Linked DNA regions of Mus musculus: region 1 is linked to region 2. Evidence: chromatin contacts called from public promoter capture Hi-C data. All regions are on one chromosome and are shown on one strand. The core of a region is the stretch at or near the end of the contact, and the rest is flanking DNA. Distances in the headings are between cores, read along the strand shown.

Region 1 (4,413 bases), core at 1,210-3,709, 230 kb after region 2:
ATCAGTCCATGCAGCAACCTATGATGTACAAACAAGGTAGCCCAAGGTGTAAGCCCTCCCGCTCGCCCTACTTAAATGTCAACCCTGAGCACACAAATCAAAACATACAACTCTAGAAGTTATTATCTTCTCCTTCTCAAAACATACAACTCTAGAAGTTATTATCTTCTCCAGCTTCCTGTTAAAAGCCATCCCCTGCACACAGCACAGCCAGAGCCACGGCGGGCAGCTGATCTGTCCTAGCTCCGTAGATGGCAGGTTCCTCATGACTCCTGCTTTCAAAGCACTCACTCATTCTAAAATGGTATGCTATACACAAAACCATCTGCTTTATTCCAGAATACATCATCGTCATGAGAATAAAAAGCTTTGTATGCACACACTGCCAATACATTTAAAAGGCCCAAATGTTAACAAGTAGAATAGACAAATTCAGACAAAAGATCATAAATTACTTTGGCCGGCAAAAAAAAAATCTGGCTCAACATTTTGCTTGCAGATTTTCTACACATTGTGTGTGTGTGTGTGTAGTATATTTGTGTGAAAAGGGCTTTTTCAAAAGGAATGACGTGTGGCCTAGCCCACTTCCCACAATTATGTTGGGACTACAATGTTCTTTGCTAACAAAACAAGAAGGGCAAGGTCTGCATTCCCACCAACTCGATGCAGAGCCCCGAGCGCTTCCTGCAGAGTGAAGCCGGCACCAAGAATCCTGTCAACATCTGCAGCAGGAAAGATGAACGGTGGAAGAACGGAGGGGGTGGACAAGGACTGTGTGGGAGGTTGGTCCAATCCACTACGGGGCAACCCAGCTCCAGGGCAGACACTGCTGGTCTCCGGCCTGTCTGGGCCTGGATTATGCACATGCTCTGAAGGCTGACTGTGGGCACCCTCACTTGCTGCAAGTTCAGGTGCTATTTCTACCCCTGAGGTGCAGGGCAACTGCTCAGACAGTTTAGCTGAGGTTATGGCGACAGAACAGCTCTTCCTGGCTGACTCTGTTGATCTGCGGACATCTTCTCGGTCAGGTGACAAGCCATCACCCAGACCTTCAAAGCTAGTGGATGCTTCATCTTCTACCGCAGCACAAGGGGCAGTTCCTACGATTTCTGTCTTTCCTGATTCAGAGGTGGCCTGGTGACAGGAGCCTTGTGAGTACTGGTCACTAGGGGTCAAATGCACACTTTGGACCCTTCTTCCTGAAAGGTCTGAAACACTTGGTTGGCTCTCAGCTCCTATCTCTGACTGACAGGTAACATGCTCAGGTGACTCTTCTGAAGCTGGCTTACAGCTAATGACCAAAAGCTCATGGAGTTCTTTCAAGGCCACTGTGACAGATGAACAAAATTCTTCTGCTGATTCCACAGAGGGCTGACCGTGGCCACTTAGAAGGGAAGAGGAATTGTCATCTTTGTTATCCATTGTAGACATGTCAACATTATCTTCTGGGAGCTGCAATTCCCGAGTCAAGATGGAATGTTCCACAGGCTCACAGGACGGGTTAGACTGTAATGTCTCCACTTCCATAGTGGGATTATCTGAAGCGAGATGTGCTACACTAGGGCTCTTGATGACGGCATCCTGCCTGCCTGTTGAGCTGCACATAGCAACCAGAGACTGTTCAGCTGTATCTACTTCCATCAGGGCTTCTGAGCATGGACAGCTACAGAGTCCTGAAGCTGGAAGACCCTTCTCTGCACTGGGAAGATGAGCGTGTCTTTGTAGCTCACCTTTCCTCAGAGCTTCCAAACTGACAACTTCTTCATGAAGCTCAAGGTCTTCTGCGTCACAAAGACAGCCCTGGTCCTGTGGAACACTCTGCTGTCCAGCCTCTCGCTGTACACTCCCTGTTTCTCTGTGCTGCTGAAGGCCGTTCACGGGACTTGGGGTCTGATTTTCTGGATGCCAACTCTTTTCCTCCGCAAATATCTGTGGCTCCCGCATCCCAGTAGTTGTGAGAGTTAAACTAGCGTCCTGTCTTGTGTGGAGATACACTCTGAGGCCCTGGGTTCCTTTCTCAACAGATTTCTCCAGATTACCTGCAACAACGGCTTCTTTTGATGACTTATGGAAAGGCATGGCTAGACTCTGCTCTGCTGAGGAAGCAAGGTCAGGAAGAACCTGCAGAGGAGGAGGGTCTGTTTTCTTAGAGTTTGTCTGGAATTCAGCTGAAGCCTTCGTAGCCTCCATAGCTAGAGATTCAATGCTATTGGGGTCACCGGGCTTGATGGCGCAGACGGAAGCAGAAACAGAGCGAGCGAGACTCGTCGGGCTACCAACCTCAGGACTCTGCCCTGAAGGAGCTGGATGGTCAAACCCATCTGAAGTCGGCAATGATGACATTCCCAGTGAGGTAGATTCTTTACTGCTTTTCTCTGTAATAAAGAGAAAAGAGAAAAAGATTAGCTAGCAGACCACTAACTTATCAGAGTTGAATCCTCAATAGAATAAAAGCAGGCCTTTTAATTTAGGTCTCTCTTGCAAATATGCTAAAAAAAAAAAAAATACAAGAATCTTTCTCATGGTGGCAAGGTAGCATCTGTCACTGAAGCTGAAATGGGTGTGTGCTTAATAAACATTAAAATTCCATATGTAAAGAAAGCACTATTAGCGTGCACTTCACAATGGATGGGTCAGTGCTCACACTTAAAAGATACTTATTGATGTATTTATTCACTCCAGAAAGGCTCTCACTGCACAGCAGAGCTGGCCGTAAGCTGAGAGGCGCCTGCCTGGCTTCTGCAGTGCTGGGCTATGGGAGCGCATCACCACACCAAGCAGTCACTTTATTTCTGGTGATTTTTTGCATCTTCACAGGATGATTCTCATGACAAGGCTTTTTCCCCTCTTTAAAACAACAACAAACAAACAAACAAAACCCAATAGGTTCTCACTCTGTAGCCTAGGCTGGCCAACTCACTATAGTAAAGCCAGATAAGCCTTTAATTATCAGCAATCCTTGTGCGTCAGCCTCCTAAGCACTGGGGTTACAGCATGGGCCACCACTGTTGGCTCCAGTTCGCTGTTCATGTTTCAAGTGTAAGCACAGGTGTCCAAAAGCAAGCACGCTGGCAAGAGAGCAGGGCAACCAAGAGAGGTGGGGTTTACATGCCTGGAGAGCTCTAGAAGACAGACAAGTAAACAGTGGATTTTATTTCTAGCCAAGCTTTTCAAAAACCATGGTAAAACTAAGCACCCAATTCAAAGAACAAAACAAAAAATGAAGCAGACAGAATTTTATTTATCTGTTCAACCACTGTGCATTCATACTTGAGGCCTCCACATTTCCTGTACTCTTGACTTCATGTATAAGGACGATGGCTCCCAGTGTCAGAGCTATGGGTATGCATTACTGTTCTCAAATTTCTGTAGTGCTCTGGACCAAACCAACCTCATCTTACATATGCCAGGAGGCCTTCTGCTAATCCAACTACATCTCTAGCTCTCTAACGAGCTCTGTTCAGCCTGAAACGTGTGGGAGTTTCCTGCTTTAGTGTGAGTGCTGGGATCAACATGCAGGATTACGCCCAGCTTCTCAATGCTGTACCCTCGTACAGCACAACAGAACTGACCAGGCGTAGGCACGTCACTGAATCCACAGGAGGGCAGAGGAAGAGTGTAATCATTCTTTGATAGGCAACAATAACTTACACCCACCCGAATTTGATTGCCCTTCAAACTTGATGCGGAAGCCACAGTGGTCCAACTCCTCTGGCACTATTAAAAACCAGCCTCTAACCACCAAAAATATCTTTAATTAAAAGGCATAGATTGCTATCAACCCTGGAAATATTGGTTCCTGGGTTATTAAATTCAATTCAGATGCTTTGTGCTGAACACTAACATCAGTGTGAGTGCTGGTTTTCCACTGGTGAGGTCACACAGAGTGCAGTTATGATGCTAACATCACTAATTAATTCATCAGACCCCGCTGAGCTGCATGAGAGAGAGGATGGGCCTGCTGGAAGTTGTCAGCTTTTCCTTTTTGTGGTTGAGATGGGATCTCCTGTAGCCTATGTTGTTCTTTCTGTTTGTTTTATGAGAAAGAGTTTCTTTGGCTATACTGGAACTCACTTTGTAGACCAGGCTGGCCTTGAACTCAAGAGCAAATGCTGGGCTCAAAGGCCAGTGGCACCCCCTCAAGGTAGTGACTAACTTCTTTTTTTTTCAGGGTTTCTCTGTGTAGCCCTGGCTGTCCTAGAACTCAGAAATCCGCCTGCCTCTGCCTCCAGAGTGCTGGGATTAAAGGCAAAGGTGTGCGCCACCACGCCCGGCGTGACTAACTTCTTTTTTTTTTTTTTTTTTTTTTAAAGATTTATTTATTATTTTATGTAAATACACTGTAGCTGTCTTCACACACTCCAGAAGAGGGAGTCAGATCTCATTACGGATGGTTGTGAGCCACCATGTGGT
Region 2 (4,795 bases), core at 236-2,735:
ATGAGATCATAGACTACAGGTGACAGTTGGTGTCCTTTCTCTGTGGGATGGCCATGCTGTGTCTTTTCTCAGTGAAGCCTCTTTGCTTGTGCAAGTCATGTGATTTTTAGAAAGGGGGTGGTGGCATCCCATTAAATCTCAAGCACTGAGGCCTCATGTTGTATCTGGTAGAAGAGGTGAGCCCCTGGGTAGTGGGCTCCTCCCTGGTCTCCGGCCGTCACTGCTCCAGCGTGGCTTTATGTATTTTAGTATCATAATGCTAGAGCCCAAGAGCAGCTGTATGAAGTAGAAGCCTTCATTGTTATCCCTGGTTTACAGAAAAGAATGGAGTTTAGAGATGTGTATGCTGCTGCCCAAGGACCAGCTCTGTTTAATTACAAGCCTTGAGCTGCAGCTAAGCCCAGGAGCTGTGGCTCCAGCAATGGCAGGCTCTTCACAATATCAGGGCTTCATCTGTACCTGATGCTGAGGGTCCATTACTCTGGGGACATCTTCTTTAGGGATTTCTGCTCCCAGAATCTAACGGAGTATCGCATCCTTTGTGATTTGAGACAGGGTTTCTCTGTGTAGCCTTGGCTGTCCTGGAACTCACTTTGTAGACCAGGATGGCCTCGAACTCAGAAATCTGCCTGCCTCTGCCTCTCAAGTACTTTTTTTTTTTTTTTTTTCTATTGAGAAATTTTTAGTCACCAGGTCTTACAGAAAGTAGGAAATGTTTTTTGTTGTAATTTTGACACAGAGCCTCCCAGGATAGCTCAGGCTGGCCTTGAACTAACGTCACTGCTCTGCCCTGTGCCTTCTGGTGCTCAGGTTTTACAGGTGTCTTCTACACCAGCCTTGTGGTACCAACCCCTGGTGAGTGTCGGGACACACCCTTAATACCTTAAAGGTTTTGTGATAGAAAAGGTCTCTGACTGCGGAAATACCCAGACTAGTCCACCCCCTTCTTCTGTAACTTCCTCTGTTTTCCTCTTTAAGTGGTAAGACAGCAAGGTTTTGGGCAAGTGTCCCCGTGAGCTCCTTTTGAGAGGAGGGCCTTCACTGTTTTTTCTTCTTCTCTGGAGCCCTGCAGGATGTGGGTGTCTCTCAGAGCATGATTCAGTCACACTGTGACTCAGCAGCGAAGTGCTCAGGACCGTGCTGAACAAGGCAGGGGCCTCGAGCCCCTCAAGGGAGAGGTGCTTCCCTGTTCTGAGGTGGTCTGTGGAGGGCCGGAGACTAAGCTCTTCCAGTGTCAGCAGGGGGCTGTTAACAGTTTTTCAGGTTCCAGCCATTCTGTTGAAAACTTTGTCATGTCAGCTTTATTTATTTATAAGGCAGGGCCTCTGACAGCCCAGGCTTGCCTCAGACTCTGTAGTGAGGATTTTGGGAATGACCTGACACTGGGGTTTGTACAGTGCTGGGGATTGAACCCAGAGCTTTGCACATGCTACAGAAGCACTCTGCCAGCCGACCGAGGCAGCTGCAGCCATCAGTTGGCAGGCTCTGGTCTGCTGGCTGTTCGTGGCCTGTGGAGGATAAGCCGTGCCCCAACTTGGCTGGCACAGCCCAGTCTGTCCCTGCACGTTCGCTTCCTGACACTCTTCCCTCGTTCTTTTCTTTTTTAAAAAATACATTTATATGTTTGTGTGCGTGTGTGTGTGCGTGTGTGTGTGTGTGTGTGTGTGCGTATGTATGTATGTGTGTCCGTGTGTGTGCTATAATGTACATGTAGGGTTCAGAGAATAATTGGCTGGGGTTGGTTCGGTCGGGCCATGTGTACTGTGGGGGGTGAAACTCAGGTCACCAGGCTGACAGAAGCGCCCTTAGCCCCTAGCCATATGCTGGCCTGCTTCTTGTTTTATCCACTGTCCCCTCCTTTAGTACTTGCAGTTGCCTGACAAGGTTGTGATTTTCCATGGGCTCTTGTTTCTCCTCTCCTCAGGGAATATGCCCCCATGCCAGCTTCTCATGACAGAACTTGTGTGCCCTCCTCTGCTTCCCCCAACCGCTTCTCCCCTTCACAGCCCACTGCTGCGGCAACAGCTAATTACGTCAGCTCCTACATAAGCTGCTGTTTGTTTTCTCAAGACAGTCTCTCTGTGTAGCCCTGACTGTTCCTGTAGACCTGTCTGTAGACTAGGCTGGCCTCTCTTAACTGGAGCATGGCTGCCAGCTTGCAGACCACCAAATCTATGGTCCTCTCTGCAGTGGCTGCTGGCTTTCTTGCTCCCTGACTTGTCCTTCAGCTGCTGCCTGGCCCTTTCAGAGTATTGCCAGTCAGTTTTCAGTTCTCCCAAGGCTTTTAAAGAAAAGTGTCTTTAGAAGAATCTTGGGTGTACCTTAATGGGTAAAATGGTTACCATGCACGAAACTTTGAAAGAAAGGGCATTGCCATCTGCCCATGGCGCCATACTGGTTCCTGGGTCTTGGGTTTGCAGTGGTGCAGCTTCCTCTTGCACCTTCTTCCAGGTCTTTGTTTAAATTCTCCCTCCTCAGAGAGGTCCTCCTCATTCCTCTGACTGGCAGATAGTTCTACCCGACTCTGCACAGCATTGATACCGCCTTACATGTGGCATCATTGCTGGTTAATCTCCGTCCTCGAGCGGAGGCTCAAAGCTACAGTGCTTCCCTCAGGTGAGCGCAGAGAGGAGCATGAAGCCACCTGCTCTTTGTTCTCCGTGCCCAGGCTGCTTTATGAGCTGCGGGGTCACCAGTTGATAGCTACAGGCGCCCGTTAGGGAGCTGGGCTGCCCTACTGATCTTTGCCCATCCAAGTTCACAGATTGTTTCTCAAATACTTATCTTGCTCTTAGTTGTGTTCTGCATTGCTGTAACAGAGTACCTTGGGCTGGGCAGATTAAACAGGCGTAGTTCTTGTAGTTCTAGAGGTTGGGACAAACAGTATGAGGATGCTGGTCTCTGCTTGTCAGATGGGAAGACTAGGAGGCCAAGATCATCCTTGGCTCCATCACAAGTTCAAAGCCAGCCTGAACTCATGTGACTTGTGTCTCAAGAAATGAAAGTGAACAAAAGGCCAGCGCCTGCTCTGCTCTCTCTTGATGGCTGTGAGGACGAGTGAGACCCCCCAGTAGACAGCCTGCCCTGGTGGCACCCAGCTGCTGTCCCAGCAGTGGGAGGTGCAGGAGGAGGGCTGTGAGGTCAGGGTTAGTCTGTGTTGCACAGTGAGTCTGAGCCGCTATTTTTTTTTTAAAAAGATTTATTTATTTATTGTAAGTACATTGTAGCTGTCTTCAGACACTCCAGAAGAGGGAGTCAGATCTCGTTAAGGATGGTTGTAAGCCACCATGTGGTTGCTGGGATTTGAACTCTGGACCTTCGGAAGAGCAGTCGGGTGCTCTTACCCACTGAGCCATCTCACCAGCCCGCTATTTTTTTTTTTAAAGATGATTTATTTATTTATTTCATGTATGTGAGTGCACTGTCACTATCTCAGACACATCGGAAGAGGGCATCAGATCCCATTACAGATGGTTGTGAGCCACCATGTGGTTGCTGGGAATTGAACTCAGGACCTCTTGAAGAACAGTCAATGCTCTCAACCGCCGAGCCATCTCTCCAGTCCCTGAGCCGCTATTTTATGTATATGAGTACACTGTAGCTGTACTGATAGTTGTGAGCCATCTTGTGGTTGCTGGGAATTGAATTCAGGACCTCTGCTTGCTCGGGCCCAAAGATCTATTTATTATTCTATGTAAGTACACTGTAGCTGTCTTCAGACACACCAGAAGAGGGCGTCAGATCTCATTACCATGTGGTTGCTGGGATTTGAACTCAGGACCTTTGGAAGAACAGTCAGTGCTCTTAACCACTGAGCCATCTCTCCAGCCCGGAATTTGCTTTTTTTTGTTTTTTGTTTTTTTGTTTTTTCGAGACAGGGTTTCTCTGTATATCCCTGGCTGTCCTGGAACTCAGTTTGTAGATAGACCAGGCTGGCCTCGAACTCAGAAATCCGCCTGCCTCTGCCTCCCGAGTGCTGGGATTAAAGGCGTGTGCCACCACGCCAGGCCGGAATTTGCTTTTTATAATTACAGAAAACACTACGGATTCAGGACTGGTAAACTTCATTCGGTCAGGGTAGCACTGTCAGTAGAGGGTGATGTGTTGGGAGGTGGAGTTCCAAGCCGGCCTGGAAGTTTCTATAAAGCTCCGTGTGCTTAGACGAGGAGACTGGGGTCCGGCACTTAGAGCCCTGGGTTTGATCCTAGCACTGTCTCCCCTCATTCACTGAAGAAGGGTTATCTTTCTAGATGGATTGTGTGTGTGTGTGTGTGTGTGTGTGTGTGTGTGTGTGTGTACACATACATCTGTATATCGAGAAAACCTGCTAAAAATGGGAGAAACTGTCTCAATACAAGGTGAGCATTTGCTGGACACTGTGGAGCACTGTGGTAGCAGGCGGATTGCTGATAGTTATTCTCTGCCAGGTTATACATGCAGAGACAGGTTGGTAGTGGGGCTGGGTGCATAGCTTTCAACCTCCCAAGGAGGCCTTTGTGAACTTCTGCTTCCTTGGTCTGAGTGTACTTATATCTGTTGAGCCACTTGTCCTTCTGGATGATCAGGAAAGGTGAGCTGCACATGGTAGTGACCTCTCTGTGTGGAAGCTGGAACTGGCCAGTCTGTGGGGAGCCAGCGAGGCTCAGTGTGTGACTGAGGGAGATTGCTTTCTGTCCAGGGGTGTGGCGCCACCCCTCACGCTAGACCGGGCCTGCCAGTGACTTGGATCAGGTTTCAGGGTTTGACAGGCAGGCCGTGTGACTTTGGGAGGGAGCTCTGTATCCCCTAACCTGGT

What was found. Promoter capture Hi-C pulls out the DNA fragments that hold promoters and counts their contacts.
Region 1: a promoter capture Hi-C map of liver shows a contact between it and region 2, with 5 times the contacts expected there. The contact joins the promoter of Rsc1a1 here to the enhancer-like site in region 2. A contact is called at or near these places in 3 of 39 promoter capture datasets (the 3T3-L1 cell line and liver), 3 of 115 datasets of contacts at active chromatin or transcription factors (effector CD8 T cells, embryonic stem cells and microglia) and 1 of 9 other capture datasets (adipose tissue).

The regions. Positions count from the first base shown.
Region 1 is chr4:141,683,257-141,687,669 of GRCm38.p6, forward strand. Rsc1a1 (regulatory solute carrier protein, family 1, member 1) reads right to left here and starts at 2,460. Exons shown (of 1, transcript NM_023544.5): 1 at 307-2,460. The coding sequence starts at 2,343. The coding sequence ends at 595. Ddi2 (DNA-damage inducible protein 2) reads right to left here. Exons shown (of 10, transcript NM_001017966.2): 10 at 307-2,375.
Region 2 is chr4:141,453,741-141,458,535 of GRCm38.p6, forward strand. All of the region lies in intron 2 of Zbtb17 (zinc finger and BTB domain containing 17), which reads left to right. Among named protein-coding and RNA genes, the nearest start is that of Gm42337, 7.2 kb to the left of the region's middle. Within about 2 kb of position 1,486, at least 167 of the 459 cell types and tissues checked have an H3K27ac peak or open chromatin away from gene starts, as enhancers often do. A contact at or near this core is called in adipose tissue, effector CD8 T cells, liver and 1 more, where this site is marked.